3 separate regions of the Sus scrofa genome follow, and regions 2 and 3 are each linked to region 1. The links are chromatin contacts, called in public HiChIP or PLAC-seq maps. All regions are on one chromosome and are shown on one strand. The core of a region is the stretch at or near the end of the contact, and the rest is flanking DNA. Distances in the headings are between cores, read along the strand shown. Region 1 overlaps WDR89 (WD repeat-containing protein 89). Region 2 overlaps SYNE2 (nesprin-2). Region 3 overlaps PPP2R5E (protein phosphatase 2 regulatory subunit B'epsilon).

What was found. HiChIP or PLAC-seq counts read pairs in DNA pulled down with a chosen protein or histone mark.
Region 2: an H3K27ac HiChIP or PLAC-seq map of alveolar macrophages shows a contact between it and region 1. The contact joins two enhancer-like sites. A contact is called at or near these places in 2 of 47 Hi-C or Micro-C datasets (retroperitoneal adipose tissue and subcutaneous adipose tissue) and 1 of 2 datasets of contacts at active chromatin or transcription factors (alveolar macrophages).
Region 3: a contact with region 1 is called in an H3K27ac HiChIP or PLAC-seq map of alveolar macrophages. The contact joins two enhancer-like sites. A contact is called at or near these places in 12 of 47 Hi-C or Micro-C datasets (blood, embryonic fibroblasts, fibroblasts and 7 more) and 1 of 2 datasets of contacts at active chromatin or transcription factors (alveolar macrophages).

Annotation. Positions count from the first base shown.
Region 1 is chr1:194,459,546-194,463,846 of Sscrofa11.1, reverse strand. All of the region lies in intron 1 of WDR89 (WD repeat-containing protein 89), which reads right to left. Among named protein-coding and RNA genes, the nearest start is that of WDR89, 22 kb to the right of the region's middle. Within about 2 kb of position 2,261, at least 3 of the 83 cell types and tissues checked have an H3K27ac peak or open chromatin away from gene starts, as enhancers often do. A contact at or near this core is called in alveolar macrophages, where this site is marked.
Region 2 is chr1:194,311,142-194,315,309 of Sscrofa11.1, reverse strand. The region is part of intron 2 of SYNE2 (nesprin-2); the gene reads left to right. Among named protein-coding and RNA genes, the nearest start is that of SGPP1, 39 kb to the left of the region's middle. Within about 2 kb of position 2,474, at least 3 of the 83 cell types and tissues checked have an H3K27ac peak or open chromatin away from gene starts, as enhancers often do. A contact at or near this core is called in alveolar macrophages, where this site is marked.
Region 3 is chr1:194,639,606-194,643,963 of Sscrofa11.1, reverse strand. It overlaps PPP2R5E (protein phosphatase 2 regulatory subunit B'epsilon), which reads right to left. Exons shown (of 14, transcript NM_001244062.1): 9 at 4,318-4,358; 10 at 4,167-4,217; 11 at 2,415-2,534. Among named protein-coding and RNA genes, the nearest start is that of GPHB5, 95 kb to the left of the region's middle. Within about 2 kb of position 1,568, at least 4 of the 83 cell types and tissues checked have an H3K27ac peak or open chromatin away from gene starts, as enhancers often do. A contact at or near this core is called in alveolar macrophages, where this site is marked.

The DNA of each region.
Region 1 (4,301 bases), core at 1,012-3,511:
TGTAGGTCGCAGACACTGCGTGGATCCTGTGTTCCTGTGGCTCTGGCATAAGCAGGTGGCTACAGCTCAGATTCGACCCCTAGCCTGGGAATCTCCATATGCCATGGGAGCGGCCCTAGAAAAGGCAAAAAGACAACAGATAAATAAATAAATAAATAAAATAGTTCCATGGTTCAAAATTCAACAGCTTCCAAAACTAATGTCTTAGAACATTTCTGTCCTCAAGACTCTTGCCTCTCCCAGGAAGCAACAAATGTTACCAGTTCCTTATGAATACTCTTAACAGGTTGTTAATTTGGAAATAATGCAGAGAAGTATTTGCATCTTATCGATAAACTGTCAGAGTAGTACAATGAAAAAAGCAGTATGTTTAAGAACCAAACATCTTAATTTCAAACCCTTGTTCTACCACAAACTAGCTAAGTAATTCTTGTACAAATTAACCTAACTTCTCTAAGCCTCAGCTTCCTCATCTTTAAAATGGGAACAGAAATGGTCATATTTGGGAGTTCCCGTCGTGGCTCAGAGGAAACAAATCTGGCTAGTACCCTGAGGACACAGGTTAGATCCCTGGCCTCACTCAGTGGGTTAAAGATCCAGTGCTGCTGTGAGCTGTGGTGTAAGTCGCAGATGTGGCCTGGGTCCCTTGCAGTTGCTGTGGCTGTGGGGTAGGCCGGCAGTTACAGCTCCAATTCAACACCTAGCCTGGGAACCTCCATATGCCATGGGTATGGCCCGAAAAAGAAAAAAAAAAAAAATGGCCATACTTGATATTGAGTGCCTTTATAGCCAAATACTATGCTACATGCTGGAGATTCAGATGAGAAACATATCTGCTATCTTCAAGAAGCTGGGAGAAAGACCAGTAAATAATTACAATATAGGGTAATGGTACAAGGGCAGAGGTAATCACAGGAACAGAGCAGACATGTGTATGGGTGCAATTCTTGGCATAAAGAAAAAAGCAACAAATATTAATTTCCTTATTAATTAATTTCCTTATTAATTTGCCTTATTTCATTTCTCATTCACATTTTAAAAACTATCACTCTACAGCTTTTTATAAAATGAAAGCAGTTACTTTTATATTAAAAGTATTTAAAAAATGAATCAATATGCAAAATTTCATGAACACAAATATCAAACCAATAACTCTCAATTCTGAATAAACCACTGTCCTATCATCATTTTATAATGAAAAATATATTTCTAAAGAGCAAATGAACTTCAATATGTTTTAGAAGATGACATAGTTTCACTTAAGTCAAACTTAAGTTCTTAGTGAATTCTTCAAGATTTTTACCTTTCAGTTAGGTACCAATCAGAAAGGCTTAAGATCTACCCCATTAAAAATACTCTTTTGGGGAGTTCTTGTCGTGGCACAGAAAAAACGAATCCAACTAGGAACCATGAGGTTGGACGTTCGATCCCTGGCTTTGCTCAATGGGTTAAGGATCTGGTATTGCTGTGAGCTGTAGTGTAGATGGCAGACACGGCTCGGATCCTGTGCTTCTGTGGCTGTGACATAGGCCAGTGGCTACAGCTCCAATTCCACCCCTTGCTTGGGAAACTCCATACACCGAGGGTGCAGCCCTAAAAAGGAAACAAAAAAACCCCACCTCTTTGGGAGTTCCCACTGTAACTCAGCAGGTTAAGAAACTAACATAGTGTCTGAGAGGATTTGTGTTCAATTCCTCGCCTTGCTTAAGTGGGTTAAGTATCCTGTGTTACTGCCAGCTGCATCATAGGTTGCAGATGCAGCTCAGATCCAGTGTTACCATGGCTGTGGTGTAGGCCGGCAGCTGCAGTTCTGATTAGACACCCAGCCTGGGAACTTCCATATGCTGCAGTGTAGCCATAAAAAGAGAAAAAAACCTCTTTGATTTCCTTGGACAAATGGACTGAATCCAGGTTTGGGACAGGGAAAACATAAGACAGGCCTAGAGCATCAAACAGTGTTCAAATGTAAAGAAGTACTTTAAAAAAAAAGACACAAGATCTCCCACTGGTCACTGTAGACTAATTTGAGCAACTACATAACATTGGATTATAACCCAAAAAATAAAAATAAACACCCATGAATCTATACTGATAAAAAATAAATGACTAAATAAGTAAACGAATGAGGAAAAGGGACGGAATTTGCTTACAGAAAAATTCCAGTTAACATAAGCAGATATGACTCTGTCCAGAAGGTGGCGCTCAAGCCCACTTCCCTTGAGCACAGGCTGGACGTATTATTACTTGCTTCCAAAGAAGAGAGTAGGGAGCTCCCTGGTGGCCTAGTGAGTCAAGGATCGTGCATTATCATTGCTGTAGCACAGGATCAGTTCCTGGTCTGGGAACTTCTGCATGCCAAAAAAAACCCCAAACAAAACAAAACAGAAAGTAGGAGAAGAATAAAAGACAGTAGCTTCAACTAGAGAAAGCCAGAAGATAGCACTTTACTCAACTAACTGATCAAGGTTAATACCAATGGAGGTAAGTCATGTTGATATCACTTGCCCCCCACGTGATGTGAGGAGAAAGTTTACTTCAGTGGCAGTCTTCTCAAAAATAATAATTCCAGGAGTTCCCGTCGTGGCGCAGTGGTTAACGAATCCGACTAGGAACCATGAGGTTGCGGGTTCGGTCCCTGCCCTTGCTCAGTGGGTTAACGATCTGGCATTGCCGTGAGCTGTGGTGTAGGTTGCAGACGCGGCTCAGATCCCGCTTTGCTGTGGCTCTGGCGTAGGCCGGAGACTACAGGTCCGATTCGACCCCTAGCCTGGGAACCTCCATATGCCGCGGGAGTGGTCCAAGAAATAGCAAAAAGACAAAAAAAAAAAAAAAATAAATAATAATAATAATAATTCCAGCCTAATCTTGAGAAAATGTCAAACCCAAATTAAGGGACAATTATAGGTACCTAGCTAGTACCTTTCAAATTTTAAAGTCAAGAAAAACAAGAAAAGTCTGAGAGACTGTCACAGATTAGAGGAGGCTAGACATGTGATGACTAAATGCAGTGTTTTTTTTTCTTTCTTTCTTTTCGGCTGACCCATGGCATATGGAGTTCCTGGGCCAGGGATCAGATCTGAGCTTCAGCTTCGACCTAAGCCACAGCTACAGAAACACCAGATCTTTTAACCCACTGTGCCAGGCTGGGGATCATACCTGTGTCCTGGTGCTGCAGAGATGCCACCAATCCCATAGTGCCACTATGGGAACTCCTAGTTAATTTTGGTTTTGACAAATGTATCATGGTTATATGAAAATCTGGGAAGCTGGGTAAAGGGTATACAGAAATATGGAAACTTTATACTACCTTTGCAACTTTCTAGAAAACTAACATTTTTCTAAAACAAAAAGTTTTTTTAAAAAAATCTCATTGATACATATCATGGATGTTTAGAGGTTCTAGATAGGGGGAAAAAAAGGTACTTACCAACCAGGCATGTTCCTATGCCAAAAAGCTCCAATGTCAAGCTCACTTCCAGACCTGAGATGGCTTGATGGGGCAGTCATGAGTACCACTCCCAACTCTTCCCTCGCCACCTCCAATCTATTTTCTTTTTTTTTTTTTTTTTGCCTTTTTAGGACCATACTCACGGCACATGGAGGTTCCTAGGCTAGGGGTCGAATCAGCTACAGCTGCCAGCCTATGCCAGAGCCACAGCAACTCAGGATCCAAGCTATGTCTGCAACCTATACCACAGCTCAAGGCAATGCCAGACCCTTAACCCACTGAGTGAAGCCAGTGATCAAAACTGTGTCCTCATGGATACTAGTTGGGTTCATTAACCATTGAGCCATCATGGGAACTCCCAAGCTATTTTCGTATGTTTCAACCCCATTGTAGAGCTCACGACAGTTCCTTCCTTGTGCTAACAGCAGCTCCTTCCCCAAGGCAGTACGAGGAAGTAACAAACAAAATCTCAGGATTTTTTGCTGTATTCTCACATTTGGAGAGAAACTGAGGCAGCTGTACGTAGGCACCTCAGATTCTCAGAGATGAACACACTCAGTACTGCAGGAGCTCAGCAAAAATGACGAGGGCGGCTTTCTCCATTTTTAAGGTGTCTGTGCTAAGCTTAGGACACAAGGAGCAGTCCACAGGAGTGGGATACACCTGGATTTGCACAGGACATTTCCTGGGACCCCGGAAGAGACAAAAGAGTGTAGGCACTCAGCATGGACCTGCCTCAGCCCTAGTAGGTGCCCAGCTTTTGCAGCAGTGAAGCGCCTTGTACACCTTATCTTCACCCATCTGCTGGCTGGATGCAGAGGACTCCAGGACCCTACAGGTTGCTTGGGCCATA
Region 2 (4,168 bases), core at 1,225-3,724, 150 kb after region 1:
TTTACTGCTTATTCATTTTGATACTAAAAACTGTACTTTTCTCACCATCAAGCTACCAACCAGCAGCACCTTTTTTTTTTTTTTTTTTTTCTTTTTCTTTTTCTTTTTAGGACTGCATCCATGGCACATGTAAGTTCCCAGGCTAGGGGTCGAATCAGAGCTGCAGCTGCTGGCCTACTCCACAGCCACAGCAATGCGGGATCCGAGCTGCGTCTGTGTCCTACACCGCAGCTCATGGCAACACCAGATCCTTAATCCACTGAGGAGGCCAGGGAAAGAACCCTCATCCTCATGGATACTAGTCGGGTTCATTAACTGCTGAGCCATGTCAGGAACTCTCAGCATTGACTATTTTGCTTTTTAAAATAAGCTGTCTAGGAGTTCCCATAGTGACTTAGCAGTTAACCAACCCAACTAGTATCCATGAGGACTTGGGCTTGATCCTTGGCCTCGCTCAGTGGGTTAAGGATCTGGCGTTGCCGTGAGCTGTGGTATAGGTCGCAGACACAGCTCGGATCCAGCATTGCTGTGGCTGTAGTGTAGGCTGGCAACTGCAGCTCCAGTTTCACCCCTAGCCTGAGAACTTCCATATGCTGTGGGTACAGCCTGAAAAGACGAAAAAAAAAAAAAAAAAAAAAAAAAAAAAAAAAAAAACCAAAAACAAAAAAACCATGTTGTAAACAGCAAGACTGTGGGTCTAAGGCAACTTCAGTTTTACATGATAGTGTAGACACCAATGTACTTGCCTGTACTTGATTGTGATTATCCTTGACAGAGAATTTTTTTTTTTTTTTTGAGCTGAGCACATCTTGTTTTACAACATGATTATAAGATGTGAAGTTCTGGTCATTCATGGGGCTCTTACAACACAGTACAGTTATTAATGCTTTATATTTATCTGACATGCTGTGGGTAACACAGTCATTCAGTTGATGATCAAGTAGCACAAGAAGATTTCACCCTCATGACACAGTTTATGAAACTGAAGACGAGAAACTTTTAATCAATGAAATAGCACAATCTGGTAGGTAGGTTTAAATGATTGCATTAGTAGTAGCAATTAAAATGGCAGCAATAATAATATCCTTACTGTGAAAGACTTTCAGGTCCTGTGTTTTTCCTGTTACCTGAACGGCTTATGGAAAATTTTACTAAATAAAGACGAATTTACTTAACAAACATTTGCGGACTACCTGTCAAGATGCAAGGCGACATGTTAGGCACTGAGAATAACAAAGATTAATAATGTGACACGGCCAGTGTCTCCAAGAAGCTTTAACATAGGAGGAGGAACTTAACAGTATTTTAGATCAGGTGATATAGTAGCTTTCGAATGTGTGGCAAAGGCTAGACATTGTGTTCTCAGTTAACACACTGAAAAGAGCATCTAATACTTTTCCTTTATCATTAAAAAGCCTTCAGCATACATTCAGTAAATTAGTAAGCACTCCAACGAGGAGGGAATCCTCTGATTTCTTTCAGTGTGTTGTTTTTCATTTAAACAGCATCTTAGGAGTTCCCGTTGTGGCTCAGTGGTTAATGAATCTGACTAGGAACCATGAGGTTACGGATTTGATCCCTGGCCTTGCTCAGTGGGTTGAGGATCCAGCGTTGCTGTGAGCTGTAGTGTAGGTTGCAGATGAGGCTCGGATCCCATGTTGCTATGTCTCTGGTGTAGGCCAGCAGCTACAGCTCCAATTCAACCCCTAGCCTGGGACTCTCCATGTGCCAAGGGTGCGGCACTGAAAGGACAAAAGACAAAAATAAAATAAAAAATAAACAGCGTCTTAGTTCACTGGAGGCTTTAAGTGAATGCTTATTACAATATTTATTCCTCTTGATTAAGATGATAGCAGATGATTAATGAGTTCTTATTACAATTAAGATGAAGATTCCCACCTTTCTGATAAATAGGAACATCCAGGTGATAATTCTGAAACTTAAAGAAATGAAACTGCATAACATTTAGGCAATGATAATCTTTTGTAAATGTGTCTGATGCTAGAAAGTTGGTACGATTACAGCTATGAATTATTAGGAAGATCTTAGTTCAGTTAAAACAGCTGCATACATGCCTTTAAACTTACGGAACATTTGCTATGAACAGTACACACTTCTCAGCACCAATCTCCATTTTGTCTTTTAGTTTGATTACTATCATGAAAATGCCAGATAGGATGGACTAGTAATATTGATGGAAAAATAATTGCCAGTATAGGGATTGCATTATGGATCTTTGATAAGTTAAAATAGAAAAATCAGAGGAGTTGTTTTTAGTAAGTGATTTCACCTACTATCAAGTAGGCAGTAGTTTGAAGGAGATGGTTTAGAAGTAGGAATTTCTTCTCTTTTTTTTTGTCTTATTAGGGCCACACCCTTGGCATATGAAAGTTACCAGGCTAGGGGTTGAATCAGAGCTGCAGCTGTCGGCCTATACCACAGCAACGCCAGATCCAAGCCATGTCTGCTATCTACACCATGACTCATGGCAACACTGGATCCTTTAACCCACTGAGCAAGGCCAGAGATGGAACCCACATCCTCAGGGACACTAGTCAGATTCTTAATCTGCTGAGCCACAACAGAAACTTGAGGAGTAGGAATTGCTATGCCAACAATTATACCACTCTTCCATAGTCATGAAAACTAAAATATATTAACTTATTGAATTATAGAGACTGTCAGTGGCACACTTTCTTTAAGCAAAATTGTGAATGGTAGCCCAGTATATAAAACTAATAATAATGGAGCTATTCTAGAAGGGAGTGAGAAATTCTCCTTTACCTAGCAAAGGGAGAAAATAAGTAAGCTTCATCATGAAGTTATGATGAGGAGGATGACTCACAGCTGAAATAATTTGTGCTTGCCTGCTGTGACAGAGTACTTTGTCAGAACAGAGGACAGTCTTGCATTTTAGAACAAAACTCATGAGAAACTATATTTCCTACTAATTCCCAGAGAGCGAATCATTATTAATGGAAACATGTCTAAGTATGGTTAATATCTTCTGCTAATAATAGTCATATACATTGGTATATTTCATCTCAAGACCTCAAATTTTAAAGACTCAAAGAAAATAATTATAATTATTAAAATAAATTTTATTGGCATATACTTGACTTACAAATCATTATAATTTTTGGTTATGCATATTCCTGTTCTGGTAATGGTAATGTTCAAGTTTGGGCCGACCCTTTCACAGACAACAGTTCCCAACCCTAGATAAAATATAATTAATACTCACTTGGAAGCACTGGAAAGTAATCAAAAGCTGCTAGAAACTAGAGAGAAGTCATCCTTCTCAGAGAGGAAGGTCACTGGACTAGAGCTGCAATTTTACCTTATTTATTTATTTATTTATTTAGGCCGCATACATGGCAATATGGGCCAGGGATCAAACCTGTGCCACAGCAGCAACCCAGGCCATTGCAGTGACAACACGGGATCCTTTACCGCTGCAGCACGAGGGGACTCTCTGTTAATGGCTCTTCTCCTGGGGCATCTCTAGTCACTGCTGAATGGAGTGACTAAAACTCAAACAAACAAACCTAGTCTTTTTTTTTTTTTTTTTTTTTTTTGTCTTTTGCCATTTCTTGGGCTGCACCTGTGGCATATGGAGGTTCCCAGGCTACGGGTCTGATCAGAGCTGTAGCCGCCGGCCTACGCCAGAGCCACAGCAACATGGGATCCGAGTCGTGTCTGCAACCTACACCACCACTCACGGCAACGCCAGATCCTTAACCTGCTGAGCAAGGCCAGGGACTGAACTCGAAACCTCATCATTCCTAGTTGGATTCGTTAACCACTGTGCCACAATGGGAACTCCAAACAAACCTAGTCTTTTGGACTATCATGATGTTGAAAAGTAAAGGGAAAAATCCAGGAGATAACCACAAAGGAGGAGTGGTGAATTCTGCGTATGAATTCCACCATGTCCTCTACTGCCGTTCTGCACATTTATGAGGGAGACCAAGCAGCACAGCTAAGAGCAAGATTGAAAAAACAGGCTATGAAAGACAAATACCATATGATATCACTTATAACTGGAATCTAATATCCAGAACAAATGAACATCTCCACAGAAAAGAGAATCATGGACTTGGAAAATAGACTTGTGGCTGCCTGATGGGAGAGGGAGGGAGAGGGAGGGATCGGGAGCTTGGGGTTA
Region 3 (4,358 bases), core at 319-2,818, 180 kb before region 1:
CTTCTGACTGTAGGACCCGCTGTCCTTTACACACAGTGGCAGTGTCTCTAGCTCAGAGCCTTGCAACCGCAGGGCCACACCTACAAAAGCAGGTGGCTACAACAGGGTCACATTTGCTGGATGAACCAAAGAACACGTCATGGAATGAATAAAGAAACTCTTCGCTCCCCTTCCTTCTTTTGTTCTGTTTTACCTCTGTCAAATAATTTTAAAATTCTTTTTCCTCCTTGTATGGACTAAACTTCATCTTCACCCTCTGTCCCCACTCCCACCCCACCCCCTGCATAATCCATGTGTTGACACCCTAACCCCTGTGTGAGTGCACCTGGAGACAGGAGGTCATTAGGTTAAATGTGGTCATAGAAGAGGGTCCTAACCTGACTGGCAGGTTTGGTGGCCCTCTATGAAGAGAAAAGAGAGACGCCCTTCTCTCTCCTCCAGCAGCGAGGAATGAAGAGGCCACGTGAGGACCCGGGGGAAGGACCCAGGGAGAAGGTGTGCAAGCCAGAAAAGTGCCCTCACAGAGGCGGAGAGCACTGAAACTTGCACTGCAGGCTCCCAGCCTAGAGAACTATGAGAAATTAAGCAGTGTTGAAGCCACACAGGGTTTCCTTGTGGAAGCCTGATGTGGTCTAAATGTTTGTGTCTCCTTAAAACTCCTATGTTGGATCCTAACCTCCAGGGCCGAAAAAGTACCTTTGAATAGAGGCTCCTAAGTGCTCCCAGCCTCTCCCACCATGTGAGGACATAAGAGAAGTCTGGGACCCAGAAGAGAGCCCTCAGCCAGCCGTGCTGCCACCATACCACCACCGTTTCCAAATGGACCACCAGCCTCCAGAACTGGGGAAAAAACTGCTGTTGTTTGTAAGCTGCCTCATCTGTGGTATTTTGTTACAGTAGCCTTAAGACACAGCCCCAGCTATGTCAGACATTTCATCTCCTTTCTAAGCTTCTGAGCATCATTTAAGGCTCCCTGGCAATTCTCATTTTAAAAAAGAGTCCTGTTCTTTGCCCTCCATGACACCAAACATCCTAATAAAGACTGAAGAATTAGGTGAACAACCCAGCTATTTGAGCACCACAGGCCATGTGGAATATGTAAAACATCTACATAGTGTCCTGCATTTTTTAAGACCCATGCCTAAAGCGTATCATCTGAATGTAATGGTCATGTAACAGTTTCTACTCTTTTTTTTGGCTTTGTGATACAATTGCAAGGTTGTCTTAAGATCACTGACTTGACACACTAAGATGTCTTCAGGTTAAAAATGAAAACAATGACTACAGCCAGTGTCTCTATGCAAGATAATGACAGCTCAGGGAAAAGTCCAGCACATTAGCAATGGGGTTCTGTGCTGTCAACTCCAATCTGAGCAATCTCTTCAAATCCACAGGCTGTATGTACATAAAGAGGCAATTGTCCAGGTCTGAGATTTGGACCTTTGGTGGACAAAGTATAAAACCTAATGTGTGGACCCCAGGGCACCCTCTTCCCCCCAGTGTGGGTCCCTCAGCCCTGGTAAAACAGCCCCAACTGCAAAAAGAGTTGCTCAGGTTTGTTCCCCCAGAGTGGCCACAGGGAGGCAGTGTGGTGCCACAGGAAGGTCACCTGCTTTCAAAAGAAGCTGCACCTACTAACTCCCCACTTCCTGCTGACTGGGAACTTGAGCACATAATTCTCTCTAGAGAGGCAGGTAGGAGGATAATTACAAGTTTAGGAGTAAATCATGTAAAGCATCCAGCACAGTATAGAATATTATGTTCTCTTTTTCCACTTAAGCTTAGTTAGCATCTCTCTTACACATTAGAGGGGCCCTACCAGTCCACCTCTCATTCAGCTATTTTACTTGAGACAAGTTATGTTACCACTGTGAGCATCAGGGTTCACACCTATAAACATCATAATGCCTCCTTTCCAAGTGCTCAAGGGAATTCAAGTTAATGGATAGGGGCTGTCATGTAGCAGGTATTCAAGAGGAAGGTGGTTATTATCAAAAGTATTGTGATCATGTGAAAAAACAGCAAACAAAACCAGGTAGCTAGTGTCCACTACTTTTCTTTCAACACAAATAAAACTTTTTTTTTTTTTTTTTTTGTCTTTTCCAGGGCTGCTCCTGAAGCATATGGAGGTTCCCAGGATAGGGGTCTAATTGGAGCTATAGCGGCTGGCCACAGCCACAGCCACAGCCACGCGGGATCCGAGCTGCATCTGCAACCTACACCACAGCTCACAGCAATGCTGGATCCTCGACCTACTGAACAAGGCCAGGGATTGGACCCACAACCTCATGGTTCCTAGTCGGATTCGTTAACCACTGCGCCATTAGGGGAACTCCAACACAAATAAAACTTTACCAAAGTAATTAATGTATGTGGTAAAAGTCACTCTAGCTCATGTCCTCTTAATTACTAACCTGAAAATGGGGGCTAGAAACACACTTGGCAATTTGTTTAAACAAAGGTTCTTGGATTTTAACAAATTGCGATGGTTCAATCACATCCAGTATCTCCTCCAGCTCCCCAAGGAACATGACCTGGAAGCACATGCAAAAGACCAACCGTCAGGTACTGGATTGAAAAATCCATATGCACAATAAGGGTTAATGAGAGTTTTGAGCTATTTTAACGTAATGAAACTTTATACATAAAACCAAACATGAAGAGATCAGAATTTAACTTTTGTTAATGTTCATTTTGCAAGGAATTCACCAGAGGGCACTTGTTAAGAACAAATTCCCTACAGTATTGAAAATGTGATTCTATTTACTTTAGAAAAAATATCCTATGTGCCACATCTCTTACACCAGAACAAGGGGCACTTACACGCTGTAGCAGGGTCCCTGTGGGGCTCTCCACCCCCCATCACACTTCTAAAACAACGGGCAAGAGGCCTTCCTACATGATGTACAAGTACACAGAGGCAAGTGCAGATACCTGCCAAACATCTGCAGCCTCTGCTAGGCGCTCCTCTAGGAGACACGAGTTAACAATACATGCAAAGTCGGAGAGACACAAACGAGCAGATTCATCCATACACTGGCGCCACTCCAACTTCAGCACACCGTACTCAACCTCCACACTTACACACACGTACATCCGTACATACTTGCTCACTACAGAGCAGAATGAATCTCGTGATCTCAGTACCACGTGTCTCAAAAAACAGAGCTTTTTGATTACAAAATGGGGCCAAATCAATAGTATAGTCATTTGTTTTAAACATAATGGAAAACTGACAGAAATAAAAACCATTTTCCTATTTAGACATGAAGAAATAATCACCTAGAAAAAAATTTAGCATGCAATTAAAATATTCAAAAATGACAATGTTTTCATATCTTGAGATACATTTGGGTAGCAATACATAGTTTAATCTTATCTAACAGGTATTAAGAAATTAAATGATTTTCTGAAATTTTATAAAGGAGGTTTTGGAGAACTGAAGCTGAGTTGAGGAGGGTATTTCTGTTAAAAGCAAAATACAGTAAAGAAATACTGCCATTTGCTAAGAAATATACTGAAGTGCTTCTAAAATAGTCCCCAAATGTAAAACTAATAGCTGACCTTTTTTCTGGGCCATCTTCCACATGGGTTCTAACCTCTCAGAAAAGTGGCTGCAGATCTGGGGTACAGTGAGGCTAAGAGACTCACATCCACTCCAACACCTCAAGGAGCAGGTGCCAGTTAGGTCTTGGCAAAAGTACAAATGACTGTAGAGCAGAGATTTCCAGGGCCACTGGGAACAACTGAAACTAAAGGTCTGTAATACATTTTAAGACTATACATAGTAAGATCATGACGCTTGAAAGTGGGTATTTGGGCAGGCTGCTGTATCATCTATCAACAGTGACAGCAAAAGCTCCACATTACAAAGGTGGTCACACGACTGGGGTCTGCCTTGGGCTGACCTAGGCCTGAGCAGCACAGGATAAAAGCCCAGAGTATAGGAATCAGGGAGGCGGGTTCTGGCCTAATCACCTATACTTAGTTAGCTGGGCAGGCTACTTAACCTCTCTAAATATCAACTTCATAAATAGTAAAAAGAGAATATTTACAGTCCTGCCTAAAAGAGTTACAATGAGGATTAGGTGAAATGATGCATTTTTACACATGCTGATTATCTCAGTGCTATCGTAAGCACATTGATGCTGACACTGAACACTCACCTCTTTTTGACTACATGTTTTGGGCCAAAACTTCATTAACCCCCTAATAACCTAAAATGAAAAGGAGAAAACAAACTGCAATTAATTCTTTTTCTACATGCCATGAAGAGTGGTCTTTCTGAACATTTGAAATTATGGAAAAAATACTTACTGGCTCTGTGAGTGAAGGATCTTTCTCCAGAAACTGTACTA